Regions from separate parts of the Mus musculus genome. Here region 1 is linked to region 2. Evidence: chromatin contacts called from public promoter capture Hi-C data. All regions are on one chromosome and are shown on one strand. Each heading gives the region's core, a stretch centred on a gene start, on an enhancer-like site or on the middle of the called end of the contact. The rest is flanking DNA. Distances are from core to core; before and after follow the strand shown. Region 1 holds the start of Clec12a (C-type lectin domain family 12, member a). Region 2 holds the start of Klrb1f (killer cell lectin-like receptor subfamily B member 1F).

What was found. Capture Hi-C pulls out chosen DNA fragments and counts their contacts.
Region 1: a contact with region 2 is called in a promoter capture Hi-C map of adipose tissue. The contact joins the promoter of Clec12a here to the promoter of Klrb1f in region 2. A contact is called at or near these places in 18 of 39 promoter capture datasets (the 3T3-L1 cell line, 3T3-L1-derived adipocytes, the C10 cell line and 11 more), 1 of 15 datasets of contacts at CTCF or cohesin (large pre-B cells), 6 of 484 Hi-C or Micro-C datasets (the HPC-7 cell line, LSK cells, cardiomyocytes and 3 more), 5 of 115 datasets of contacts at active chromatin or transcription factors (CD8 T cells, bone marrow-derived dendritic cells, bone marrow-derived macrophages and 2 more) and 5 of 9 other capture datasets (adipose tissue, embryonic stem cells, liver and 2 more).

What each region holds. Positions count from the first base shown.
Region 1 is chr6:129,347,607-129,351,678 of GRCm38.p6, reverse strand. It overlaps Clec12a (C-type lectin domain family 12, member a), which reads right to left and starts at 1,435. Exons shown (of 6, transcript NM_177686.4): 1 at 1,168-1,435. The coding sequence starts at 1,258.
Region 2 is chr6:129,043,277-129,047,312 of GRCm38.p6, reverse strand. It overlaps Klrb1f (killer cell lectin-like receptor subfamily B member 1F), which reads right to left and starts at 1,412. Exons shown (of 6, transcript NM_153094.2): 1 at 1,281-1,412. The coding sequence starts at 1,365.

The sequences.
Region 1 (4,072 bases), core at 186-2,685, 300 kb before region 2:
TTGTGCTGAGTATGTCATGTTGTGTTATATTGTATTGAGAGTAGAGCCTTGAATATGCTAAATGAGTGCTTTAGCACTCAGCTGTATCCTCAGCTCTCTTCTTACCTCTTATTTTGAGACAGGATCTCACTTAACTGACTGCACAGGTTGACTCTGAACTCTCTCATAGCCCAAGTAGGCCTTGAACTTCCAATCTTACTGGATATCTGAGATTAGAGAACCACTCCCTTAGATCTACCAAAAGAGCAATCTTAAAATGGAATGCTCAGCAATATAAAAACAGCAGAAAGGCACAGCAATGAGGTAGAGACATGACTCAGAAGTAGCTCAGGGCCTAACTGTACTTGCTTTGCAAGCCTTATAACCTAAGGGAAATTCCTGGTGGTTCACATGATGCAAGGAGAGGACTGTCTCCTCAAACTGTCCTCAGGCTGCCACACAAGCACTGTGGCACAAGCACACATATACACACACGTACACATATGCGCGTGCACACACACACACACACACACACACACACACACACACTCATACATGTTCATACACATATGCACACACATACACAGATTAAATTTAACCTAAATTTAAGACAAAGAGTAGAGATTTGAATGCTAGGATAAAATATGGAAACTCCTGAAGATCTGGATCAGAGCAAGCTCCATGAACAATGAGGAGAGAAGCCAGATTTAAAAATAAAAAATGTTCTCCCCTTCTTTGTCTTTCTCCTACACTTCAAGCAGTTTGCGTTCAAAAATCTAGCAAGAACATATAAGCCCATGACTTTCCTGAATAAGGTATAGTCCTAATTCCATGGCTTCACACACACACACACACACACACACACACACACACACACACACACACACCAAAACAAAACAAAACCTTCACAATAAAACACTGTCATTTGAAAATACAATCTCTTTCCACATACCTCAATTTAATTTAATATTAAAAATGTAAAATACAATGTTGTATTACAATGGCTTAAAGAAATACCTTATGCTTTAAAGAAAAAAATTATTTTTAATCACTTTGTTATTTGGGGTTTAAATGAAAGGCTGAACAAAAATTCATATGGCATATTAAAATTTAAAGAAATAAAAATTAAAAATTCACATTGCATGAATCTGTGGTCACTGCCATCTCATCCATGGCTCAAAATCTTACCTTTTCCCCCACATTTGTCAGACTTCTGGGTTTCTTCTTTTTTATCAGGGTCCTGGATTTTGAGATTTGCATAAACAATTTCTTCAGACATTGATGAATATTCAAAGAAGGCTCCAGAAAATGTCCTTCGAAAAAGGTGAGAGGGCTGACAGTTAAGTAAGCCTACCTAGACTTTCAACCCTCTGTAAACTGTGGCTAACCTCACAAGCTCAAATTTCCTTTTGAAAAACCACTATGCCAGACTCTCAAATATGTGTCTATGAGCCACAGTCAGTTTATTGCCTCAGACAAGAATAAATAAGATTGAAAGAGGAACACTTTTCTTCCTCATATTTCTTCCTTTTTCTTTACATAAGGTAATTTTTTAAACTGTGCTTGGATAATATTAGCTTCATACGAGTTGCGCAATTTGCTCCTACCACACAGTGCAGAAACAGCATATGATTAAACTCTGAAACAGGGAAATAATCGGAGTGATTCAAATCTCAAATGCTCCCTGGTGCACCACCATGCCCTTCCCCCAACCTTGAGCAGGCTCAAGTGGAGTTATCGCCTTGCTGCACCTGCAAGTTCCTGAAATAAGCTCACTGAGCTTGCTTTGCAACATAATACAGCCTAAACAAAGGTTGGGTTTTGTGGTCTTCCCTTTTTACCTGGAGCTGCAGAATTAAACTTTGCCTTGATCTTGGCTTCATCCTTTTCTTGCAGCCCATAGTCCTTTTCATTCCCAGCCCCCCTTTCAGGTTAACCCAGTTCTCAGTGGCTACTGGATGGCTACAGGTGGTGCATAGCTTGAGGCCTGAAAATGGGGAAGTGGGAGGAAGCACTGAGAAACACTGGCTTGAGTGGAGCTCCACAGAAAACAGAAGAAGTAATGGTATCCTGCCCAGTAATGAACAACATTAATGCTAACACTAGTTAGTTTATTTTAGGGAGGCTGTTGTTGCAGGAGGTGTATTAAGGGCATACAGCTGGGCTGAAGAGGTGTTGACCCGAAGCCAACTTCACCTAGGGGTAACAGCTCAACGGGACAGGGGAATTCTATATAGCCATTTCTCCACAGCCAAGAGTTGCATCAGGTGAGAGGAGCAGGGTTTAAAAACAGATGTTAGAAAAATTCTTAGCACAAGTAGATTTATGCTGTCCATGGTGCCCAGAAGTAGAAATGGTATTCAAATGACATGAGAAAGAGAGAGAGAGAGAGAGAGAGAGAGAGAGAGAGAATAGGTTTCAGAAAAGCAGGTATCCCCTGTCCAGGACATGTTAGCAAAAGAGATAAGCTATTTCAGAGCTCTCCTTGGGACAGGAGGAAATCAGAAGACATCCTGCTTCCTCTCTGGCTCCTACTGGAGATATCCTTAGTCCTGGTTCTAGGTCCCTTTAGGACATCAAGTTCTCTTCCCTCTCTGTCTATTGTCTGTCCTTGGTGCACCAATCTGTCCATGTGTGTCAATTTACACCTGTTTTTGTTTCGTTGTTTGAATGATTGTTGTTCGTGTTTAGTGTTGAAAAGAAAAAAATGGCTAAAACTTTATGTGCTGGCTGCCCACCCCCTGATTTAATTTAGCTTGTTTAAAGGCAGTCTTAATTGTCCTTTGGAGCCCTGCACCTATAGTTAGGAGTCAATCACAGCTGGAGAAGCCCTGCTAGGGGCTGATTACCTGCCATGCTGCTTTTAAAGGGCCCAGCAGCTTCTCAAGTTCTATGGTAAAGAAGCTGACAGTTGTTCCTCCTAGAAAAATCTCTGATTGTGATTATTGGGTTCAGCAAGTAATAAGGTGCTTTTTCTCTTGAAATTATAGCTAGAAAGGATACGAAAATTTTGTTTGGTTTTGAAAGACTCCCGAAGAGGGGAGACTCTCATTCAAGTCTCAGGATGACGAGACCCCCCAAGAACTCATGAGAGACCGTCCTTGCTGTGAAAGAACCTAGTGAGGAACCCCCCACTCAATTCCCAATTTGGCGTGCACCCAAAGAATCACGAAAAGACCGACTTGATGTAAATGCACAAGGTAGTTTAATGGTGGAGCTCCGGGTCATCTCACACAGGAGACAGTGGATTCGACCACGAGGCTTAAAAGCTAGAGGTTTTTATAGAAAAGGGTCTGGGACTGGGGGAGGAATTGGCGTGGTTTCACATGATTGGCTCATTTAAACATCAGCAGACTGTACATGCAGATCGAGGTAACAGCAGAGCATCTGGTTAACATTTAACTTAGATCAGAAGGGCGGGAGATAGGGAGGCGCTGGGCCAGTCCAGACATTCTTGTATGTCTTCCCTCTCTTTATGGCTAGTTGGTTCCTGGGATGACTTTACAGCCTTTGTTCTTTGCTCTAAGCCCAAAAAGCCCTCCTAACTAGCAAGCTGCATGAGTCATGGACCTTGAATAAACTTTCTGGCTAGGGCTTTGAAGTCTTGAATTTAATTTTCTTTCTTTCAGCTGCAAATCACAGGAGGTTTATTGACAGGAACCAGCACGCTGAGTTCAGCTCATATCCCACACAGGGGTAGAGGAGTTCGACACCCAGTAGCTGGAAAAGGGTGTACTTAAAGAAAAAAGACACAACCCAAGGGGTAGGGAGGGCATTATTGGAAAATACCGAGAATACCAGTGGAAAAAATCACAAGGGGGGTACTAAAAATCACAAGTGGAAACTCCCTGCTTCTCAAGATTGTTCTCAAGAATTTAATCATGTGGTCAGACAGGTCCTGGAACGAGGTCACTGAACCGGCTTGTGTAATTACCTGTTCTGTGGTCAGACAGTTCTTGGAACAGGCTGCTTTAGGGACCAACTATTTTTCTTTCTTGGCTCCAACTTGGTCTAGGGGGTCAAACTTAAATTTTCTACCTTACAGTCTAAATATATAAGATGTGTGTAGCCACTTCATTTTTGTTTTCAACTG
Region 2 (4,036 bases), core at 163-2,662:
ATCACATAGTTTTTACAATATAGGAATTTCACAAATTGAAATGGTGCAGTGTTATTAATATTAGTAAGTCCAGTTGGGTCACAGAGTTCAGTGCTATCTCAGGACAATTTGACACATTTTCTACCTCAGTTTCTGGTCCCTTTTCATACATCCTCATGTCCTGTTAGATACTTTTGAGTACTACCTCAGTCTTGCACATTGTTTCCCTAAGATTTCTAAACTGGCAGAAAAGAGGGCTGATTTTTCCCTAATGCTAAATGCTAGAAGTGCAACTGCAGTGGAGTTGAGCCAGAGAGTCTGTTGTGTACCACGATCTGGAATGGGCAACCTATTACAGCAAGTTTGCAGTATCTCTAATAACATTCTCATGCTCATATTTGCAAAACATTATTTCTTCAGGGTGTTTTTAACTAAGGCTGAGTAGAAGAAGCCCTGTGCATAAAGGTTACTTGAATAAAAAGCAACATGTGAGTTTTTCTCTCTGAATCTATAGATAGCTACAGGCAAGCTGTCCTACACTATCAACATCAACAGAAGAACCACTGGTTAAAAGCAACAGGTTTCTAGCTAGTGTGTGTGTGTGTGTGTGAGAGAGAGAGAGAGAGAGAGAGAGAGAGAGAGAGAGAGAGAGAAGAGAGAGGAGAGAGAGGAGAGAGAGAGAAAGAGAGAGAGAGAGAGAGAGAAAAGGGGAGAGAGAAAGAGGGAGAGAGACGGAGACAGAGACAGAGACAAAAACAGAAACAGAGAGACAGAGGGAGGCAGAGACAGAGAGTGTATGTGTTTGATAGTACAGATGTGTGTCTGTGATTGCAGGTGTGTGATAAATGTGTGTCTGTGTGACTGCAGGTGTGTATGTGTGTATAAGTGTGTGTTTGTGACTGTAGGTGTGTGTCCATTTTGTATAATTGCAGGTGTGGGATATAGGAGTGTGAGTGTGTGTGTGTGTGTGTGTGTGTGTGTGTGTGTGTGTGTGTGTGCGAGAGAGAGAGTCTATGTGACTGCTCATGTTTGCATACTATAGTAGGTGTAGAGATCAGAGAACAACTTCAAGAAGTGATTCTCTTTCCAGCAAAAGCAGTTGGAATTCTCAGTGCTCTTACTTCCATTTCAACAAGCCATCTCCCCTACTTTTGCTCCAGTTGTCAGGTTTGTGCAGCAAGTACTTTTACCTAATAAGTCATCTCACTATTCCAAAGCAATTGCTTACAACTCTAAAATAATGGGGGAGGCTTATATCTAGGCTATATGCACATTCCAAAAGAATAAATAAAGCCACTTACCTGGGGAGAAAGATGGAGAAGATGCTTGCTTATACCCTGGACACCTAAATGGCTTTACATTGCCATGGACCTTTGATGTGTCCATTGTAGACAGGAGATGGGAACTGTGAACAGTGACAAATTCTAAGTTCTGAGAAGCAAAATTAACAAAAGGAAGTCTTCTGTGGACACTGCTGTCTGTGTCCACACCCGCCCACACTTGCAACTGAGGGTTTCTCTGTAGTTACTGAACTTGGTTTCCATTATGCCCACACCGATTAAATAATTTTATCTTTGAAACAGAAGATACAACACATGATCTACTCTGGATGGTTTTATTTCCTTCTTTAACTATCACAAGTGAAAAAGAAGGAAAGCAAGGATTTCCTTAAAGATGCTTTCTGTGGTCAGAGTGGAATTTGACCAGGTGTTCACAATTACCTGGTAATGGCAGCAGTCTGCTGGCTGTGAGTTCTAGGAGACAGGGGGTGTGTACAGACAACTTGGGACTCACACTCATTTCCCATGACCATGATGACTACAACATGAGCAGAAGCCTGTGTGAGGGGTCTCACAGCTTACTTGAGATGCAGTGAAATGTCCTCAGCTGTCACTGTGTGTTGACAGTCATTATGCTCAATACCAGGCACAGGACTCTGCCTTATGATTCATCTTAACTGAAGATTTGAGCAAATGTGCAAGATTTTTCCAAGGTGTAAGTTCTGAAGCTATCTGTGTCTACTAGGAATTCACAATAGCTCTGCTCAGGATAGGAGACTGGGGTATTATGGTTTGTGGTATACATGCTTACAAACACCTCTATGCTACAAAGTGTAAACTAACGGGAACAAGAACAACCACAGACAAGAATCATTTGTCCATGTGAGTGTGAAGCAAACTGAGCACTTGCTGGTAAATATCAGGAGTATCACCAGCTACTGCTACTGCACAGTAATGTAGCCACTGTTACACAGATAAAAAGAAAATCATCCTGACAATGCACTCCTGGAGAATTTAGTTAATGGGCTAATGATGTCCTTACATTAGTTGATTGTCAGATAAATATATATATATGTATATATGTATATATATATATATATATATATATATATATATATATATATATACATATATATATATTTATCAGAATTACCTTGATCTTGTCATAGTAAAACATATGAAGAGAGAGACAGAGAGAGAGGCATGCAGATAGAGCATGGGTGAAAGAGATTGTGATGTGATATTACATACATATAAGAAGATATTGAATTAAAGTCAAGTGTTGGGTGATTGTAAGTTATCCAGGGTTTTAGAGTATGGCAATAGTAAATGGTCTACTGAGTATTTCAAGAAGAAATAAACACAAGCTTTTAACTAGAAACCTCTTTTTGTATCAAACCCTTCCAAATTAATAATGGAACTTAGGATGTATAAAACAACAGAGTAAACATAAGTAATAGTACTCTTAAATGTGAAAAAGGAACATGATAAACAAATAATTTTATGAAAGAAGGTGAAAATATGAGCCAGTAAGTGGCAACCATGAGTTAAGATCATTGCTTCAGGCTCAAAACTCAAAGCAATGGGTGCCATGAGCAGAATAGCTCACCAGGAAGCTACAAGAGCTCTTTGCTCCCCAGACGCCATTATGGATGCTGGGAAGTGCTGGCTATCTCCTGAGAGGCTCTGCCAGAGCCTGACAAATAGAGGCAGATGCTTATACCCAACTATTGGACTGAGTGCGTAGTCCTCGATGGAGGAGTTGGAGAAGAGGCTGAAGGAGCTGAGGGGTTTTGCAGCCCCTTGCAGGGAGCAACAGTGTCAACTGGTGAGATTCCCTCCGCTGGCTCCTGTGGACTGGACCACCAACCAAAGAGTACACATGGAGAGAGCTATGGCTCCAGCCGAATATGTAGCAGAGGATGGCGTTATTGGACGTCAGTGGGAAGTGCAGTCCTTGGGCCTGAGGTTGTTCAATGCCCAGTGTAGGAGAATGCCAGGGCAGGAAGATGAGAATGGGTGAGTGGGTGGGGGAATACCCTCATAGATGCAGGGGAAGGGGGGATGGGACAGGGGGTTCCCAAAAGGGAGACCTGAAAAGGGGAAAGCAATTGAAATGTAAATAAAGAAAATATCCAATGTAGCCGTCCAGCAGCCATGGAGAACTGGGTTTACCTGAAAGGGGGGCTGGGAATGAAAAGGACAAGGAGTGGGGAGGAGAGAAGGATGAAGTCAAGACAAGGTTCTGATCAAGACTCCAAGGTTAATATTCAGCACTGTATATAGGGAAAGCCCACAGACCCATTCTTTGTTTCAGCTGGATTATGTTGCAAAGCAAGCTCAGCAGGCAGTTTATTCTTCTAAATTCCAGTAGGAAGCTGCAGGTACAGCAAGGCAGATGACTCCACCTGGGTCCTTAAGCACATCAAGGTCTGCTCAGCCTGCTCAAGGCTGGGGAAGGACACAATCCAATTAAAAAAGAAAAAAGAAAAAAAAAAGAAAAAGGAAAAACAATGTCCAGTGTTTCAATTGAGAAGTTCAATCATTTCCAAAAAAATTGTGGCCATGTTGCTAAAAGCCTCAGAGATCAAAATGTCAAGTGCATTAACTGTGAAAAATATGGTACCTTCCACCAGAGAGGTGTACAAGCCATCTCTTACAAGAATGGGTTTTTGAAAAGAATGTTTTTGTTTTCCCAGGGTTGGCAGGTGTGGCAAGGGATACCATTGGACTAAGGATTGTAGGTTTAAGAGGTATATCCAAGGAAGCTTCTTGAC